Regions from separate parts of the Mus musculus genome. Here regions 1, 2, 4, 5 and 6 are each linked to region 3. Evidence: chromatin contacts called from public promoter capture Hi-C data. All regions are on one chromosome and are shown on one strand. The core of a region is the stretch at or near the end of the contact, and the rest is flanking DNA. Distances in the headings are between cores, read along the strand shown.

The links. Promoter capture Hi-C pulls out the DNA fragments that hold promoters and counts their contacts. Capture Hi-C pulls out chosen DNA fragments and counts their contacts.
Region 1: a contact with region 3 is called in a promoter capture Hi-C map of erythroid cells, with 14 times the contacts expected there. The contact joins the promoter of Rbmx2 here to the promoter of Rap2c in region 3. A contact is called at or near these places in 3 of 39 promoter capture datasets (erythroid cells, liver and pre-B cells) and 2 of 9 other capture datasets (adipose tissue and liver).
Region 2: a promoter capture Hi-C map of erythroid cells shows a contact between it and region 3, with 16 times the contacts expected there. The contact joins the promoter of Mospd1 here to the promoter of Rap2c in region 3. A contact is called at or near these places in 2 of 39 promoter capture datasets (cranial neural crest and erythroid cells).
Region 4: a contact with region 3 is called in a promoter capture Hi-C map of erythroid cells, with 52 times the contacts expected there. The contact joins the promoter of Utp14a here to the promoter of Rap2c in region 3.
Region 5: a contact with region 3 is called in a promoter capture Hi-C map of erythroid cells, with 30 times the contacts expected there. The contact joins the promoter of Fam122b here to the promoter of Rap2c in region 3. A contact is called at or near these places in 4 of 39 promoter capture datasets (erythroid cells, hippocampal neurons, maxillary cranial neural crest and 1 more).
Region 6: a contact with region 3 is called in a promoter capture Hi-C map of adipose tissue, with 2.7 times the contacts expected there. The contact joins the promoter of Slc25a14 here to the promoter of Rap2c in region 3. A contact is called at or near these places in 2 of 39 promoter capture datasets (embryonic stem cells and liver), 1 of 484 Hi-C or Micro-C datasets (CD4 T cells) and 1 of 9 other capture datasets (adipose tissue).

The regions. Positions count from the first base shown.
Region 1 is chrX:48,693,720-48,696,419 of GRCm38.p6, reverse strand. It overlaps Rbmx2 (RNA binding motif protein, X-linked 2), which reads right to left and starts at 1,416. Exons shown (of 6, transcript NM_173376.3): 1 at 1,300-1,416; 2 at 985-1,100. The coding sequence starts at 1,304.
Region 2 is chrX:53,369,247-53,371,946 of GRCm38.p6, reverse strand. It overlaps Mospd1 (motile sperm domain containing 1), which reads left to right and starts at 1,388. Exons shown (of 6, transcript NM_001290514.1): 1 at 1,388-1,525.
Region 3 is chrX:51,016,683-51,019,382 of GRCm38.p6, reverse strand. It overlaps Rap2c (RAP2C, member of RAS oncogene family), which reads left to right and starts at 1,365. Exons shown (of 3, transcript NM_172413.2): 1 at 1,365-1,757. The coding sequence starts at 1,485.
Region 4 is chrX:48,255,601-48,258,300 of GRCm38.p6, reverse strand. Utp14a (UTP14A small subunit processome component) reads right to left here and starts at 1,367. Exons shown (of 15, transcript NM_028276.1): 1 at 1,333-1,367. The coding sequence starts at 1,358. It overlaps Gm39511 (a long non-coding RNA gene), which reads left to right and starts at 1,509. Exons shown (of 3, transcript XR_882302.1): 1 at 1,509-1,565.
Region 5 is chrX:53,268,395-53,271,094 of GRCm38.p6, reverse strand. It overlaps Fam122b (family with sequence similarity 122, member B), which reads left to right and starts at 1,290. Exons shown (of 9, transcript NM_001166365.2): 1 at 1,290-2,219. The coding sequence starts at 2,122.
Region 6 is chrX:48,622,195-48,624,913 of GRCm38.p6, reverse strand. Slc25a14 (solute carrier family 25 (mitochondrial carrier, brain), member 14) reads right to left here and starts at 1,336. Exons shown (of 11, transcript NM_001166450.3): 1 at 1,086-1,336; 2 at 708-952. The coding sequence starts at 782.

The DNA.
Region 1 (2,700 bases), core at 167-2,666, 2.3 Mb after region 3:
AAGCAGGCTCAGGATTTCCGCCAGCACCCAGAGAACAGAAAGAAAGGGAGAGGTGGGGCTCAGCGAGGCCTCAGAGCAGCAGGTAGACTTAGGGCGGACATCAGCACCACCTGCACTGGGGATCATTTCCCTCCCGTGTCCCTAGCGTGTCTGGCGGTGACTGAGCTTTCCTGACAGGTGTCTACTGGCCAGATGACTTAAAGCTCTGTTGGATTATGTCTGAAGGAAGGGGCACACTAGTATGTAACATGTAGGTTTCCTGAAAATGTCCTGGTATCTACCCAGGGCCAGGGGTGTACTCCAGACTCTATTCTTTTCATCAGAAGTAGCTTTCCCTGATCCTGTCACATTTTCAGGTGGCCTTTCAAATGTTCAGCCGGAGTAAAGCTAATTTTGAATCAAGCCTTAATGTCTTCAAATCCAGCTAATGTCTGACCAGGTACATCACGGTACAGCTAAGGACTAGGAGCAGAAGCCCAGGAGAGGAGAAAAATCATTGTGAGGAAGGGCAGACACACACACGATCGGTATGTGACCGTGACGAAGAGCACAAGCCCCACAGTTTTGAAGTGCTGCAGCATGTGACCTTAAGCAAGTCCAGTAACCTGTCTGCGCCTCCGTTTCTTTGACATCGTGATAGGTTGACTGTGGAATGAACTGTCTCTGAGCAGCCAAGTAGCAAGGTTTTGAATAGAATGAAAGGCAAATACCAATTCTAAGAAGCGCTGAAGGCAACTGAAAAGTGGACCTGTGAGCAGAGGAGCTTCCAGAGTGTGAGGTGATGAGCTTGTTCAGAAGCGATGACCAGGGGCACTAAATAACCGGGGGAGGGGGCATAGGGAGGAGAGGGGAAGGGGTGGAGAGAGGAGAGGAGAGGGATGAGGAGGGGAGGGGAGGGGAGAGGGATGGAGAGGGATGGGGAGGGGAGGGGAAGGGACGGGGCGGACTCTGAAAGGCACTGCTGGAGAAAAATGGGGACCTCACCAACAAAGATCCAGGCGCTGTGCTTGTATTCCGAGTGCCAAGACACCTTTTCCGCCACTCCAAGTTGAACCTCTCGCTCATTCAGTTCATTGATCAGCTTCACCTTAGTCAGAGGGCTGCGCGGGTGGCAGGCAAGCCGGTAAGTGCGATAAGTACTTTTCCTCCCAGCCCGCCCTCTCCCTACCGAGCTTCTCCCGCCCGGAGGCCCGGAGGGCGAGGACCGGTCCCCGCCCTTTCTGGGCGGCCATCCTCAAGCCACTCTCCCTTCCGCGGAGAACACTCCCGCCCCTATCCGCAGAGAAACAGAATCCTTACTTCATATTCGCATCTTCGCGCGGCTCGCTTCAGACGACAACAGCTTCCGGGTGAGGCTCCAAAGCGCTCCCGCGACCCGAACACCCAGCTCAGATTGGAGCACGGGGCCCGCGAGGCGGAACTTCCGCCGGAAGTTCCGGCCCGCTAAGCCCTGGCGCCTGCGCAGTAAGGTGAAGGTGCTTTCTCAGGCATTCGCTCCTGTGGAGGGACAGTTCCCAAGTCAGTCCCCGCCCCCTTTTTGATGGAGAGCGATGGGGGGACCCTGTGTTCCTCTGCCAGTCGGAATTAAATGCCCACGTATAAACAAGCAGGCAAAAATTAGCATTGTCAAACTAGTACCTATCAACTAAAGAGTTAGAGAACTTAAAGGTTGTGAATGAGAGACAATTTATGCACGTTATCTCTGTTAGATCTCAAACCCCAGGCTAAGGCTCACACCATTGGCTCCTCCCAGCACTCCTCACCCTGCCCCTACCCTAAACCTCTGCCTCCCAGGGGGCGGCTCACTTTCTGCCATTTGCATTTTTCATTCAATCTCTTGTTTGTTTCCTTGTGTAGCCTTAGCTGTCTTGGAACTCGCTCTGTAGACCAGGCTGACCGCCCAACAACCCCATGAAATACAGTTACCATCCCCATTTTACAGAGGAAAAAAACTGAGCTTCAAAAAAATTAGCTTGAAGGTCTAGAGAGGTGGCTCAGTGGTTAAGACCATTTGCTGATTTTTTTCCAGAGAACCTGCACCCAAAACAGGTGGCTCACAACTCCAACTTCAGAAGATCCTCCTCTGGCCTCTGTGGGCACTTGCACTCACATAATTTCTGTCTTCTTCAGATAGAAATTCAGTTTTTCCAGCATATTTCTTAAGTAGGTTATTTTTTTCCCAATATATGTTTTTGCTTCCTTTGTCAAAAATTAAATAGGAATAGCTTTGGCATTTTATTCTGGATTCTCTTATTCTATTTCATTGATATTAATGTCTACTTTTATAGCAATACCAGGCTGTCCTTATGACTATAGGTCTATAGTAAAATTTGAGGTCAGGTCCTATAATGCTATCAGCATTGTTCTTATTCCTTGGGATTTCTTTTCTACCTATTGTCTTTTGTAGTTCCATATCAATTCTTGTGTTATTTTTCTAAACCTGTGAAATACATCAGAATTTTGAAAGGTGTTGCATGAAATCTGCAAATTAATTTTGGAAGTATACCCATTTTCACAATATTTATTCTACCAATTCAGAAGCATGGAACTCTCTTTTTCCCCCTGAGACGTGGTCTCACTATAGAGCTTGTGACTCTCCTGGCATTCACTTTGTAGAGCGGGCTGGCCTGAAATTCACAGAGATCCACCTGTCTCTGCCTCCCAAATGTTGTGGTTAGAGGCAGTATGGAACTCTTAAGG
Region 2 (2,700 bases), core at 139-2,638, 2.4 Mb before region 3:
GGTACATGCCTGTAATCCCAGCATGATAGGAGGATCACTGCAAGTTAGAACCATCTTGGCCTCCATAACGTGTGTCAGACCAGCTAGCGCTATAGTCAGGCCACGTTTCAGACAAACAAATAAGACATGTCGTTCTTATGGAAGATTCTGAAAGGTTAGTTGGGAAAGTGACATTTCCCCTGGATCCTGAAAGATAGGTGTTCAAAAGACAGATAAGAGCATTGCACAAAGTCTGTGAGTAAAGGTCTCAGAGCCTAGGGCCCAAGTGATATCTACTGTTATAGACCCATTGATTAAGAGTAATGAGGAAGGTTTTGGGTCTTATACTTGTGCAGAGGGTACCCTTGGACCGTATTGTTCCTTTTTGAACATAATTAAGTTTGAATTTTGAAGTGTTTTCCATTTCATTTACTTTTCTTTTTTGAGACAGGGTTTCTCTATCCTGGCTGTCTTGTGTCCAGCACACTGGGTCTTGCTAGGTAGGCCAGGCTGCTGAGATATGAAGTCCTTGGGGTCTTTGGGACTTTGCCCCTTTGGTGCTTGACTTAACAGTTGTCCATTGTTCCTAGCCGAAAAGTCTTTTCTCTCTCATTTGTTGTTTGCTTGGTGTTGAGATGGGGTCTCATATATAAGCAGGCTGGCCTCAGTCTCAAAGATCTACTGCTTCCCCTTCTAAGTGCTAGGATTAAAGCCCTGTAGCAGCATACCTGCCTGAAAGACTCTAAGAATAGAGTACAGACCTGAGAATAGAGATTTCCCCTTTAAAAGTCAATTGTTATTTTGTAACTCAAATTTGTCTTAACTCAGGATCCTCCTGCCTCAGCCTTTGAATACTGGGATTATAGTCTTGTTCTACCATGCCAGGCTTGAAAAGCTTTAAGTAGAACAGCAGGGTCACCTATACCTTAGACTGAGCCAACTGGATTGCTGTCTGGGCAATAGTTTAGACAAAGTAACAGTAGAAAGAATGAATCCAAATAGGAAGCTACTGTAGCAGCATGAACAAATCCTGAACAGTCTGCTTTGCGCCGATGATAGAGTGGAGAAAGAGAGCTAGTGCTTAATACAGAGTCTCAGAGGAAGAGTCACAAGCCTTGGGTATTCATTGTATGGAATGCATTCTGAGTTGGGGAGAGGAGTGAATGAGGCAGACGTCAAAGGTCACCACCAAATGAGTGCAAAGAGATTGCACTCAGAGAAAGCCTCTAATCCTCTGGGGGCGGGTGAGGGGGGCGGAGGAAAAGGAGGGGCGGCCAGAGGACAAAGGAAGTAGTTTGAAGCATAGAGAAGGAAGAAACCCCAGAAGCCAGGTGGCAACACAGAAGCCCCGCCCCCGGCTAGACCCCGCCCCGGGCCCGCCTTTCCTTCCTCTTCTCACCCACCCCCCAGTTGCGACTCATCCTCCTGGGCGGGGAGAGGTGGCAGTCGAGTCCTCCCATATCCCAGCAGGCAGTGCAGTCTGGAGACTCTGACAAAGGAGCAGGGAGCAGTCGCAGCTGCTTTCCGAGGAGCCAGTGTTGCTGAGGTGAGAGTCCCTCAATGTCCCGTCACCCACTTTCTCTGACTTGCGGGGAAGACATGGAACTTACATGGCTGAGACCTCCCCCTCCGGTGTAGACAATGCCAGTACCCGTAGCCAGAGCTTGGCTCTGTGACTGACAGCAGGGCTGTTCAGTGCCGGGCTAAGGTGGGTGGCGGGGACCGGGCAGCGGGTCCACCGTTCTTGGACTGTTGGTGGCCCTTCTGCAGGGTCTCCAGGGCCAGCAGAGTTGTGTAGCTACCCCTGCCTAGACGAAGGCAGCCTCCGAAACCTCCCGCTGCCTGCCCGACAAGAGTTCAGTTGCCTTGGGGATGCAGCTCTAGGGACAACTCTTTGGCGGACATTGCCTGGAGGGCTGTGGGAGGGAAGTCAGTCGACTACCTAGTTTGGGATGACCCTGTCCTCGCCCTTCCTGCAGTTCAGCCGTTCCCCCCCGCGAGCAACTGGACGGAAACGGGGCGGGGGGCGACCGGAGCCAGGCGTCCCAGGATGGCTTTGCCTGAAGGGGCATGAAGGAAAGTAGAGAGACTGGGAGGGAGGGTGGTTGGTGGTCGAAGCAAGTATCTTCTTGGAATTACATAGGGGAGAAAGGAGGTAAGTGGCCTGTATCCTTACCCCTCCCTGGACCTCTGCACAGATCCTGATGGTTGCACCAGCTGCTCAGCTGTAAACAGGCTCACATGACCAGTTTCACATGGAGCCGGGTAGTGTGGAGATAGGGCTGTAAAGGCTGGGCCCCAAGCAGGTGGGGCTGGTCTTAGGCAGGAAGGTTTTAGCCCCTCCCTAGACCTCAGCCCTTAATCTTCTGCTGTTTCCCTCTGGGGAAAGTAACTGACATTTGTCTTTCTCTCACTGAAGTAGCATTGCTGTGCTAGTAGAATGGAAGGAAAGTTCACTTGGGAAAGCCACAGGGCAAGTAAGAAGTGCAAAGGGTCCTAGTATTTTGTCCTTTAAGGACATTTTAAGAGAAAGTAACCCTGAAAAAAAGTTCAAGTTCCTAAATTTTGCCTAAAAGGCAGTCCTGTTCTATTGGAACACTTTTTGTTTTTAATGTGAATTCCAGACAGGAGAAAGTCTACTCTTTTCGGGAAAGGCACACATGGGATTTAATACATTCTTAGTGACGAAAATCTTGTCCACACTTCCTGTAAGTATTAGGA
Region 3 (2,700 bases), core at 116-2,615:
AGGGAGGTGAGGCAAATGTGCCAACTGATAAAGTACAGAGTGCCATACATGACTAAAACAGCACCTTCAAAAATCAAGAGCCCACACCAACTCTAAGGGTCCTTTGCATACTTTGCTTCGGAAACATATCAAGTGGAAAGAAATAATAGCTAAGAGAATTAACTTCCTAAACTGTTTTATTTTCCCAGTAACTTCCAGCCGAGGGATATCTGGTGTTCTCAGCACTTAGATTATTGGCTGGCGGTCTCGGGCCAGGGAGGGAATCAGGTCCTCAGAAGCAGCTGCTCGACACCTAGAAGCCTAGGGACTTGGGCGGGCCCGGGGTCGAGCCATATGGCCGACCGCTCAGGGCGTGAAGGCTGGAGCTGAAGGTTTCCCCGAAGCGCCCTTTCTCAAGGCCATTGCCCCGACCTGTAACCCGGCCGGGCGGCCCGGCTCGCTCGCTCTCTCGGCGCTCGGCAGGGCGCGGCCCTAGCGCCACCCGGCTCGCCCCGAAGAAGAGGTGGGACTTTCCCCACCGGAAGTGAACGCGTCCAGTCTCGGGGAATTGGGGCACCTCAGCCAGTGTGTCAGGGAAACCCTTCCGGGTTTATATTGGGGGTGGGGGGTGGGGGGTGGGGGGTAGGGGAGGAAAAAAAAAAAGAGGTGGGTTCAACCGGAGTCCCTGCGGCCACCGCCGCCGCCACCGCCGCCGCCGGTCCGCCCCCGCCCCTTCCCCGTCCTTCCGCTAGCAGCAGGGCCCGGGCGGCCCGGTGGCCATGGCCTTGGCTTGACTTAGCCTCCCGGGCGGCTGGGAGCGTGTGGCCAGGACAGCAGGGTAAGCGGCGGCAGAGGTGGCGGCTGCGGGCGCCAGCGTGGAGGTCAGGCAACACCTAACGCGCGTCCCCTTCTTCCCTCTTCCCCGTTCCCCTCCCCCCCCCCCCCCGTTACAGGTCACACGAGCTCCGCGGGACCCTGGGGGCCCAGAGACCCCGCCCCAGCGATAGCGAGCGAGCGAGCGCGCGCGCGCGCGCGGCGGGGCCCGGAGGCTTCGGGCCGGCTCGGCAGGCAGCGGCGCCGGCAGGAAGCGGGGACCCCGGGCCCCTTTGTGTGTGTGTGCGCGCAGGGCGGGGGGGAGGGGTGGCGGGCAGCCCCCGGCCGCCAGGCCCCCGCCCCTTCCCGCGTGGGGGTGCGCCGCGGCTCCCCCCAACCGTCGCTCGGACGCTCGCCGGCGCGCCCTCCTCCCCACGCCCCCCAGGCCGCCCTGGGTTCCTATAGGAAGGGCATCAGCATCCCATCCCCACCCACCCGACGACACTTGGCTCTTTTCCCCTCCCCCTCCTGGAACTTCCTCCTCGTCCCCGGTCGGGCCCTCCGCCTCTCTCCGCACTCTCCTCCCCAGTTCGCACATTTCCGCCCACCTTCCGCCTGGCCTTGCCGCAGCGCAGCTAGCGGGGTGTTATTTTTTCCCCCCCTTGGGTAAGGAGTTGGTGAAGGTGAGACTCATGAGGGAATACAAGGTAGTGGTGTTAGGGAGCGGAGGGGTTGGCAAATCTGCCCTCACCGTGCAGTTTGTCACCGGGACTTTCATTGAGAAATATGACCCCACCATTGAAGATTTCTACCGCAAAGAGATCGAAGTGGACTCTTCCCCGTCAGTACTGGAAATCCTGGACACCGCAGGAACCGAGCAGTTTGCCTCCATGAGAGATCTGTACATCAAGAACGGCCAAGGTTTCATCCTGGTGTATAGTTTGGTTAATCAACAGTCTTTTCAGGTAATCAAACCAAGTCTTGTAATTTCTTTGAAGGGGGTGTGGTAATCCTACATGTACTTCTCATTTGCTTGAGCTGTGCGTTAATGAGCGTGTTTGGCTTTTGAAAGTTTGGCATGGTATGGAAAAGCCCTGGATTGTTTCTGTAGAGAGTGCTAAAGTAACAGACATCGACAAATATTTTAAAGTTATTTTTAAGGAAAAGAAAAGTGAAAAGGAAATAGGTCAGCCTGAGTATTTTTAGCCCTACGGTACAACCTGAAGTTGTTTATTCACTTCAACAAGTATCGATTAACGTGTTCACAAAACCTTCCGTAGATAACCTCAAGTGCGGAGCACGGTGGGCTGGGCGAAATTGTTTGAAGTCCATTCTCTCGTACACTGAGCTAAAACCTGTGTGCCTGCTTTTCCTTCCCCCTGCTCTCCTAGCTCCTAAGGTCCTCAGCTTGAAGCCTAAATCTCAGTGGTGCAAAATGCGGGCTAGGCCTGCTTTCTTGGCATTTTTCTTAGGGGAATGCAGCCGAAAGGGGAAGTTGCTGCTCTAAAAGACTAGTACCTAGGATTCCTAACCCACAGAAAGCAAGGATGACTCTCCTTTTCTCCCGTCGAGCCATATCGTTTCTGCCATCGTAGCCTATACTTACAGAAAAATATGTGGGACTGGGAACGCAGATTTCTTAGCCCAGTGGGGTAGCCAACCTGGATCTGGTCCAGTTGCTTCAGAAAATCCCTCCATCCCTCACCGGGAACTAGACTGAAGTTAACGTTATTTTAAGAGATGCACTAATTGTTGCTATTTATTCCTTGAAAATAAATGACCTTATATTGACCCGTTATATTGACCTCCATTGATTTAGGAAACGGATTTTTTTTCTGCATTTAAAGGTATGCACTTAATGTTGCTTACTTAAGAAATATTAAGTGCCTTAGCCAGAGTAATGTGCTA
Region 4 (2,700 bases), core at 118-2,617, 2.8 Mb after region 3:
ATAACTCTTCTTTTAAACCAGCAGTTCTCAACCTGTGGGTCAAAACCCACAGGGGTGTGTGTGTGTGTGGGGGGGGCAAAAGGTCCATTCCCATGGGTCATGTGTCAGATATCCCGCATTTCAGACATTATTCATGTTACAATTCATAACAGTAGCAAAAGTGCAGTTATGAAGAAGCAAGGAAAGTAATTTTATGGTTTATGTTTTGGGAGGTGGTCATGAACCCCAGAACATGAGGAACTGTAGTAAAGGGTTGAGCAGCACTAGGAAGGTGGAGAACTATTGATCTAAACAAATATCTGTTTGCTCAGTTCTGAGTATTCTTATCTGAGAAGAGGTGCAAAAAAACAAAACAGAAGGTAATTAGTTAAAGTGTTTTTAGAAGGGGGTCAGGCATCACTTCCAAGATGACAATATCGGCATGGGAAAGACAACACTGGTTAGTGGCTGACCCTGCACTTCTGTTACTTACTATGCTTCAATTTCCCACTGACGCTACTGCTGTCTTTTGAGGCAAAGGCAGTTTCCTATTAACTATTTAAACGTGTATTTTATTTTATTTTTTGAGACAAGAGTTGTTCGGTGTAACCTTAGCTGTCCTGGAACTCGCTTTGTAGACCAGCCTGACCTCACACTTGGAGATTGGCTTGCTTTTACCTCCCAAGTGCTGAGATTAAAGGCGTGTGCCGCCACCAACTGGGAAACCTTTTAAACATTCGAAAACATTCTATTAATGCTTCTATGGATCTCCCACCGGTCAGGTGCCTTGATTAAGTGCAACTTATTAAAAATGTAATCTTGATAATTTGTTCGCATAACTGAGGACGTAGGGTAATGGTTGAAACCAACTGTATAAATGGGTGTTTAAGGTGATTAGAATTTAGGAAAAACCTACTATTACTTAACAGTGGATCTCGGTATTTACTAAGCAAACATTACCAAAGCGACTACATTTAGATTTTTCTAACGTTGAGGGGTAACATGAAATACCTGTTAGGTCTGGCACAACTTGGCACTCTCACAGACGGCGCATGTTGCGCGTGGCAGAGGCAGAAAATGCGCACGTGACAAATAAAGGGAAATCAATAGTAACTTTGCCAAGAGTCGGACGACCATCAGACCTAACAGCGATGCAACTTAAGAGCCGAGAAACTGAGGAGCAAAGCCAATTTAAATTAAGGGACTTTAGGATTCCTAGCCGATACATTAACTACTGGCAGGGTTTGGGGAGGCGAATCTCTAACAAACAGCAGTTCGGCTTCCACTTCCCTAAATACAGGAAATTCAGCCCTCAAAAATACCCGGGAATCTCCTTTCCCTTTTACGTCTTACCCCTTCGTAGCTTTGATAGAGTTCATCGCTGTCGCCGGTAACTCACATGGGTCAGGAACGGAAACCAAAGAGAGAGCAAGCTCCTTGCCTGCCGCAAAGCAAATTTTGCTTCCGCTAATCACGCGCGACAACGCGCGTCATTTCCGCCCAGGGGGAGGCTTGCAAAGTATTGTAGGCGCTCCAGGATTGGTCGATGGAAAAGCCGGCTGCCTGCCAGTTGGTCCGCACTGCCGGTGGGTGGGACTTGCCGGTCCCCATTCTTCTGAGAGGTTTTTATTTAGGTTGGCGGTATTGGTTCCCTGGCATTCGGTTTTCTTGCGGTCCGAGATTAGTGTGGTGAGGGCGAGGGTGCTGCGCTGTCAGGGACGGAGCTAAAACCAAAACCAATCAAACCAAAACAAAGCCTCCAGGGCCAGGCCCCGTTGGACTCTGTCGCACAGCTCTGGACTGGCCAGCCCCAGACTGTGTTGGACTCCTGCCAGATCAAGGGGACGGGAACGTAGCAAGTTTCTATCCATCTGAAGAGAAATTCTTTTTGAGCCGGTGTACCTGTGATTACAGCTCATTGTCCCCTTTTCCTATACAAGAAAATGTCACTCGAGAATGTGTTATGAGGCAGAAAGATCTCTTCTTGCTCCATCCGGTGCAACATAGTAGGACCCATACACACATGCACGCACACACAATCTTATTTTATCCGGTCCATAGCTCACTAGTAAACTGCTTGCAGCACAGGCATGAGGCTGCAGTTTCTCAACTCTTGCTTTTTTTTTTTTTTTTTTTTTTTTCTTGTTTGAGACAGGCTAGCCTTAAATTGGTGATCCTCTTGCTTTAGCACCCGACCTGCTGAGATTACATGCTTTTGTGGTACCACGTCTGGCATAATTTGTAAATAATAAACCTATCTATGTGTGTGAGTGCATTTGCGTGTGCGTGCGCGTGTGTGTGTGCGCGCGCGTGTGTACGCATGCCATTGCACACGCGGAAATCAGGACAACCTGTAGGAATTCCTTTCACCATCTGGCTGCAGGGGATTAAATTTAGGTTGTCAGGGTTGGGGGGAGGGTGTCAAATGCTTTTGACCAGCCTGAGACTTCTTGCATAAAAACATTATTGCCATTTCTTTTAGGTCATTTCCATTTTGTTTTCTCCAACGGTTGCACTGAAATTTCTTATGGTAATCGGCAATGCTCTAAAATTCTTAAATAAAATAATACTTTCTAGTCTTTGTGGTCCCAGAATTGAATATGGGATTTGATAGTTGTTTTTGTTTTTCATTATTCATTCAGTAAAATTTTTTTAATCATTGACTATGTGCCAGGTTTTTAGGAGTTATTGATACATTGTTGAACAAAGCAGATATTTTCT
Region 5 (2,700 bases), core at 41-2,540, 2.3 Mb before region 3:
TTAGCTTCAGATGTGGGCCATACCATCCATATACACAAAACAAACAAATAAATACACAAATTCACATTTTATAATCAGAAAGCATAAATGTTGAGGTGTAAAATGACAATTGTATAGGTTAACTTTATTATGGAGCAACCAAATTGAAGAGAAAATTATTTTTGCTAGATAGAAAAAAAAAGTAGTGTGTGTGTGTGTGTGTGTGTGTGTGTGTGTGTGCACGCACGCTAAAATAGAACATTGGACCCATTTGAGCTGAAATTCAGTGTGGTTGTGAGCCACCAGACGTGGATGGTTGAAACTGAACTCCTGTTTTTTACAAGAGCAGCAAATGCTCTTAACCACTTATAGGCGCTTAAGCACTGCTTGAGATGGATGCTGAGAACTCAGCTCAGGTCTTCTGGAAGAGCAACAAGAGCTCTCAAACATTCTCTAGCCATCTCTCTAGCCCTGTTTTGCTAATTTTCAAACCAATTTCGTAACTATTATATTTCCCATACTTTGTAATTTTGGGTGATTGAAAAGTATCTAGGAAGAGATATTTGTGTGGTTAAGATGAGATGATTTAATATTTTTTCAGTTGTTATAATACTTCCTTGCATGTAGTAAGTGCCATGAATGTTTTTAAAATTAATTTCAGCTGTCACATGCATCATATTATGATTGCTAGAATCTCCATAAGCCTTGGAAAGAAAACAAATCTTTTATTTTTGTCTAATGGAGCTGAGGAATTTAGTAAAGGGGGGGGGGGGCTGAAGAGATGATGGCTCAGAGGTTAACGGTGCTTGCTGCTGCTACAGGAGACTCGAGTTCTAATCCCAGAACCCATGTTGAGCAGTTCACAACGGCCTTCAACTGCCGCTCCAGGAGATCCAATGACCTCTCTGACCTCCATGGGAATGCACGCATGCACGCACGCGCATATTCCCACACAAAGACTTTCACATAAAAAAATATTTAAAGTGCCTGTGGATCACAAAGGTCAGAATACAAATTTGTAGTGAAATAACGTGAAAATCGCTTTCACTTGAATATTAGTCCAAACTACTAAAAACTGAGGCTTCAGTCTCCAAACTATTGGCTCTTTTCGAAATACGGCGCCAGGGTTCCCGGACCAATGCCACGCAGGAAGATTTTGGGCCCCCCTGGAAACGCCCCGCCCCTTTGAAGGCGGGTTGCGGAGAGAGGCTATTACGCCTGCGCCTTGGCCCCAGGATCATTGGAGCAGCCGTAAGGCGCATGCGCAGTGCCCAATGGGCGACAAGATGCGGAAGAGCTGGCCCCTCGGAGGCTCCCATTTCTGAAGCGTGGGAGGCAAAAGAGGCGGCAGGTTATAGAAATCAATTTGAGCTCCAGAGGGTCCCGCGGGTCATTAGAGCCAATAAGAGATAGAAGCAGCGCCGCGGTGGTGCAGAGGGCCGATCCCTTTTCTGAGTCGTGCAGGCGGGCAGGGACCAGGGAGTGAAAAGCGCCATCCCTGCGCTGAGGGGCCCCGGGGACCGGGGCCCAGAGCATGGCGGACTGGACAGAGACCCTGAGCATGTGGAGGTGGGGCAGCCGAGGCCGCCTGGCCAGCTGTCAAGTCCTCATTGCTAGCGCTGCAAAGGCAGCCTCTGTAAATGTAGCCGAGCCGCGCTTGCGGTCCTAGGCGGGAAAAATGACAGCTTGAGTTCTGCCACTGCCTAGTTTCCTCCCCTTTCTTCTCCTGTGCTTCCACATTCTCCCTCCTCCTCTTTTCCCATCCCTGTGCCCCTTCACCCTGACCTTTTTCCTCCTTTCCCACTTCTATGCTCTTTCATTAGTGCTATGCCCTGCATTTCCATCTATCCTTTATCAACCCCTGTGCCTCTTTTTCTTTCTCCCACCTTTGTCTTTCCTCCATCCCCTTTTTCATCCTGTCACCCTCCCAACACCAGCTCTATATCCTCCTCCGCCCGCCCTCCACATCCTTCCTCATCTGCATCCTCCTCTCCTACTTTTCTCCGCCCTCGCTCCCAAGCCTCCGCCCATTAGCCCCCGCCCCCAGCTGCCAGTCCCCAGCAGCTCAGTCCTGCAGTGAGTCCATAGCAAAGCACCAGGAGCCGAGAGCACTGCCGGCTGTGTTGCCTAGCAAGTATCCGAATGGCTCAGGAGAAAATGGATCTGGATTTTGAGGCTGACACATCTGAGGGGGCCACCCTGAGACGGTCCAACAGTGCTCCCCTGATCCATGTGCTCAGGTGAGCTGGACTGGGGAGGACGGAGTGTGGGGATCAGAGGTTTGTCCCTGGGCAAGAAGTCTTCCTTCCCGAAAGTGCCAGTTCGAGTTCATCTAGACTCCAAACTGAGGGGTTGAGGTCTTATTTTCTTAATAGTGACTTGGTTTCCTAGATGGAGGGAAAGTTTGACCTCACACTCTGGCCATGTCTGAGAAAGGGACCCTCCCTGTACCTGGGGGGGCCTTGCTGTGCAGTTCTAAAAGAGAATGTACGTAGTAGAAACCTGGCTCAGCTGACAGGTTGCTTGCCCTGGCTTATTTCCATCAGGGCAAATCAGGCTGAATCCCCTGAATTAGGCTTGTAACTTGACGCCTGTCTCTAAGAGGTGCTGTTTCTAAGCTGAGTTTAGGAACCCTGGCATTAACAGAGGTTTGCTTTAAGAAATCACAGTTTATCTAATAACTTGGGATTCCATGGTGTGGTCGTATCCTGTTAAGTGATT
Region 6 (2,719 bases), core at 87-2,586, 2.4 Mb after region 3:
CATATAATAAATAAATAAATCTTTAATATAAAAAAAAGGAGCAGGGAAGGGAGACATCTAGGTGGGGTAAGATGTGCAAATGCGCACACTCATGTAGAAATGTGCACCAATGGTTTGTACTGAGACAGAAATGAAGGACCCGAGCAGAATAAGCAATAAATTTGTTGGCTGAAACAAGTAAAAGGGGTAGATTCTACTGGAAGGCTTGGAAACAAGGTGCTGGAGGAAGACTAGATCTATTAATAGGCAAGTGAATTAAGGTAATAGCCTATTGTAATTAGCTACTAGGGACCCCGAGCACGGTGGATTGCAAACAGAAGAGGTAGGAAAATAGCTTAGGAGAGTGGGAAGCAGGCAAAAAAAAAAAAAAAGAATGCTAATTGACAATGAGGTTAAACTGTTGAGACATTGACAAAAGACACTTCATGATATAAATGAAGAGGAGGAAAGAGTTAATTTCTAGTCTAGGCATCTCTATGGTTTGGGCAAGGACACACTGGTAGAAAACTATAAATGTCCCTGCTACTACCTTGTCTGAGAAACAAAATTCATGTTGATAATAGCTGTGATCCCAATCAAGTAACTGAACTGCATTTTAATAGATGCCTTCAATGCCTGAACCTCACGAGTGACAGGGGGATAGGAAGTGATGGGGAGCATCTTTCAACAGCATCCCTCACACTTATACAATGGAGGGGGTTGCTTACTCCGCTTACAATCACTGCCGCCGTTGCAAACTTCACCCTTAGAAAAATTAGGATTATTCCGGGAAAGATACCCATTCACCCTCTGGGTGCAGGATCTTGCCAGTTCCTCGGCTGTCAGAGCGAGTTCGTAGAGAGAAGGGAGGCGCCTGAAGGAGGCGGCCTCCCGGGGGGTCGAGGAAGCAGAGCTCAATCGAAGAAGTAAAGCCACCGATGCCAGAAGAGTGAAAGACAGGGAAGGGACTCAGCTGAGGGGAGAGAGAGAGATCAAAGGACCGTTAAGCCCCTCCCAGGCCGGGAACCAAGCCAACCCGGCCCCGCGCGGCCTGGCGCGGCCCAGCCCCGCTCCCCAACCTGGAAGTCCAGGAGCATCCCCCTCACCTGCTCAAGCTCAGCAGACGACTGGGAAGCGGAGGCTACCACAGTAGGAAACGCCACCGCAGCGCCAACCCGGAAGCATTGAAACCGACGGAAGTAACCAAGGCGTCGCCTCGGCAACAGTGGCGCAGCCATCCTAAACTCCGCCCACTCCTAGCCTGGAAAAAGCAAGGCGCGAATGAAAGGAAACCATTAAATTCAAAAGGCCAGAGTCCAGAATCCTGTGCAAAAAGGTCGGCAGCTAGCCACCCGCCTTCCTGCAGGCTTCGGGAGAGAGAGCTAAGGCGTGGGAGTGTAGTAGCTTGTGCAGCTTAGGTGCTCACCAGTGAGAGCAGAGGAGGCGCCTTGTCACCCGCCCACGCTGCATTTACCAGCCAGAGCAGAGGCTCTGCTTTGCCTTTTTAAAAAAATGAGAGAAGGTGGGTGGGGCGTCACGTGGAGGGAGGTGGAGTAAAAGGATTTAAGATACGAGTGGGAGAAGAAGCTCTTTTGTCTTTTTCTGGAACCCTTTTTTAGTGGGTTGCCTCATTAAGCCTTGGTATGAAGGTTTGTGCCTAGTCCTATTGTATCTTGATATGCCATGTTTGGTTGATATCCCTGGGAGGCTGGCTCTTTTCCGAAGGGAAACAGAGAAAGGAATGGATCCGGGAGAGGGGACTGAGAGGAGGATGGGAAAACTGGTTAGGATGTTAATATATGAGAGAAGACGAAGTAAATATTTTTCTAAGTGAGAGATTTTTAAGATGCAACTGAGGACTAGAAGCTGAGCAGAATTTAGAGACTGAACCTACGGTCAGAAAGGGAAATAAAAATGGGGGAAGCAAATAACCCTTATCTGGTGAATGTCAGACAGCAGTCGCTGAAAAATTATGAACATGCCTTGTTCTCAAAGCCCAGAGACAAACTTGGGAACAAGTTGGAAACAGAAAGGGCACCATGAAAAGTTAAAACAAATGAATCTGGAGAAAATAATGGAAAGAGTGTAGCTCTTAATCCGCACCTCACGATCAGCTAAGTCAAGTTTAAACGCCAGCTTCGGATCCCAGTTCTCAGGGCCATTAGAGGAGAACTAGACACTTCTGGGGGAATCCATTAGCTATATTAAGGCTACACCCATTACTTTTAACGTGTCACAGTTTCCACAATCACATGAGAGTTAATAAAAGTGTTTGTTGTTTACATAAGTATAAATAGGTGACTTCAAGGCCTATGGTCCTAAGAGATTATTTGTTGAATGGATGAATTTTTAAATTCATTTATTCCAAAAGAATCTTCCACATCTCATTCACATTTTTTCACTTAAATTCTTACAGCAGCACACATTATAATAGATAGCGTTGGTTCTGTGATGGCAAGAGCTTTTTTTTTTTTTTTGCTTGCTATTTCCTTATAAAGTATAAAGTTGATATACTTATTTTCCCGTCCTAACAACTAAGAAAAATAAGGTCATAAAAGTTAAGCAGAGTTTTGTCATAACTGGCAGAATTCAGATTTCACCTTGAGACTGACTTCAGAGCCCAAGCTCTCTGTTAATGTCAGAAATGTCATTAATCCAGAGATGAGAAAGACCTCATGCATTCCAACTTGTGAATCCTCTGAGGCTAGAGAAACATCTCAGCAGTTAAGAGCACTAGCTG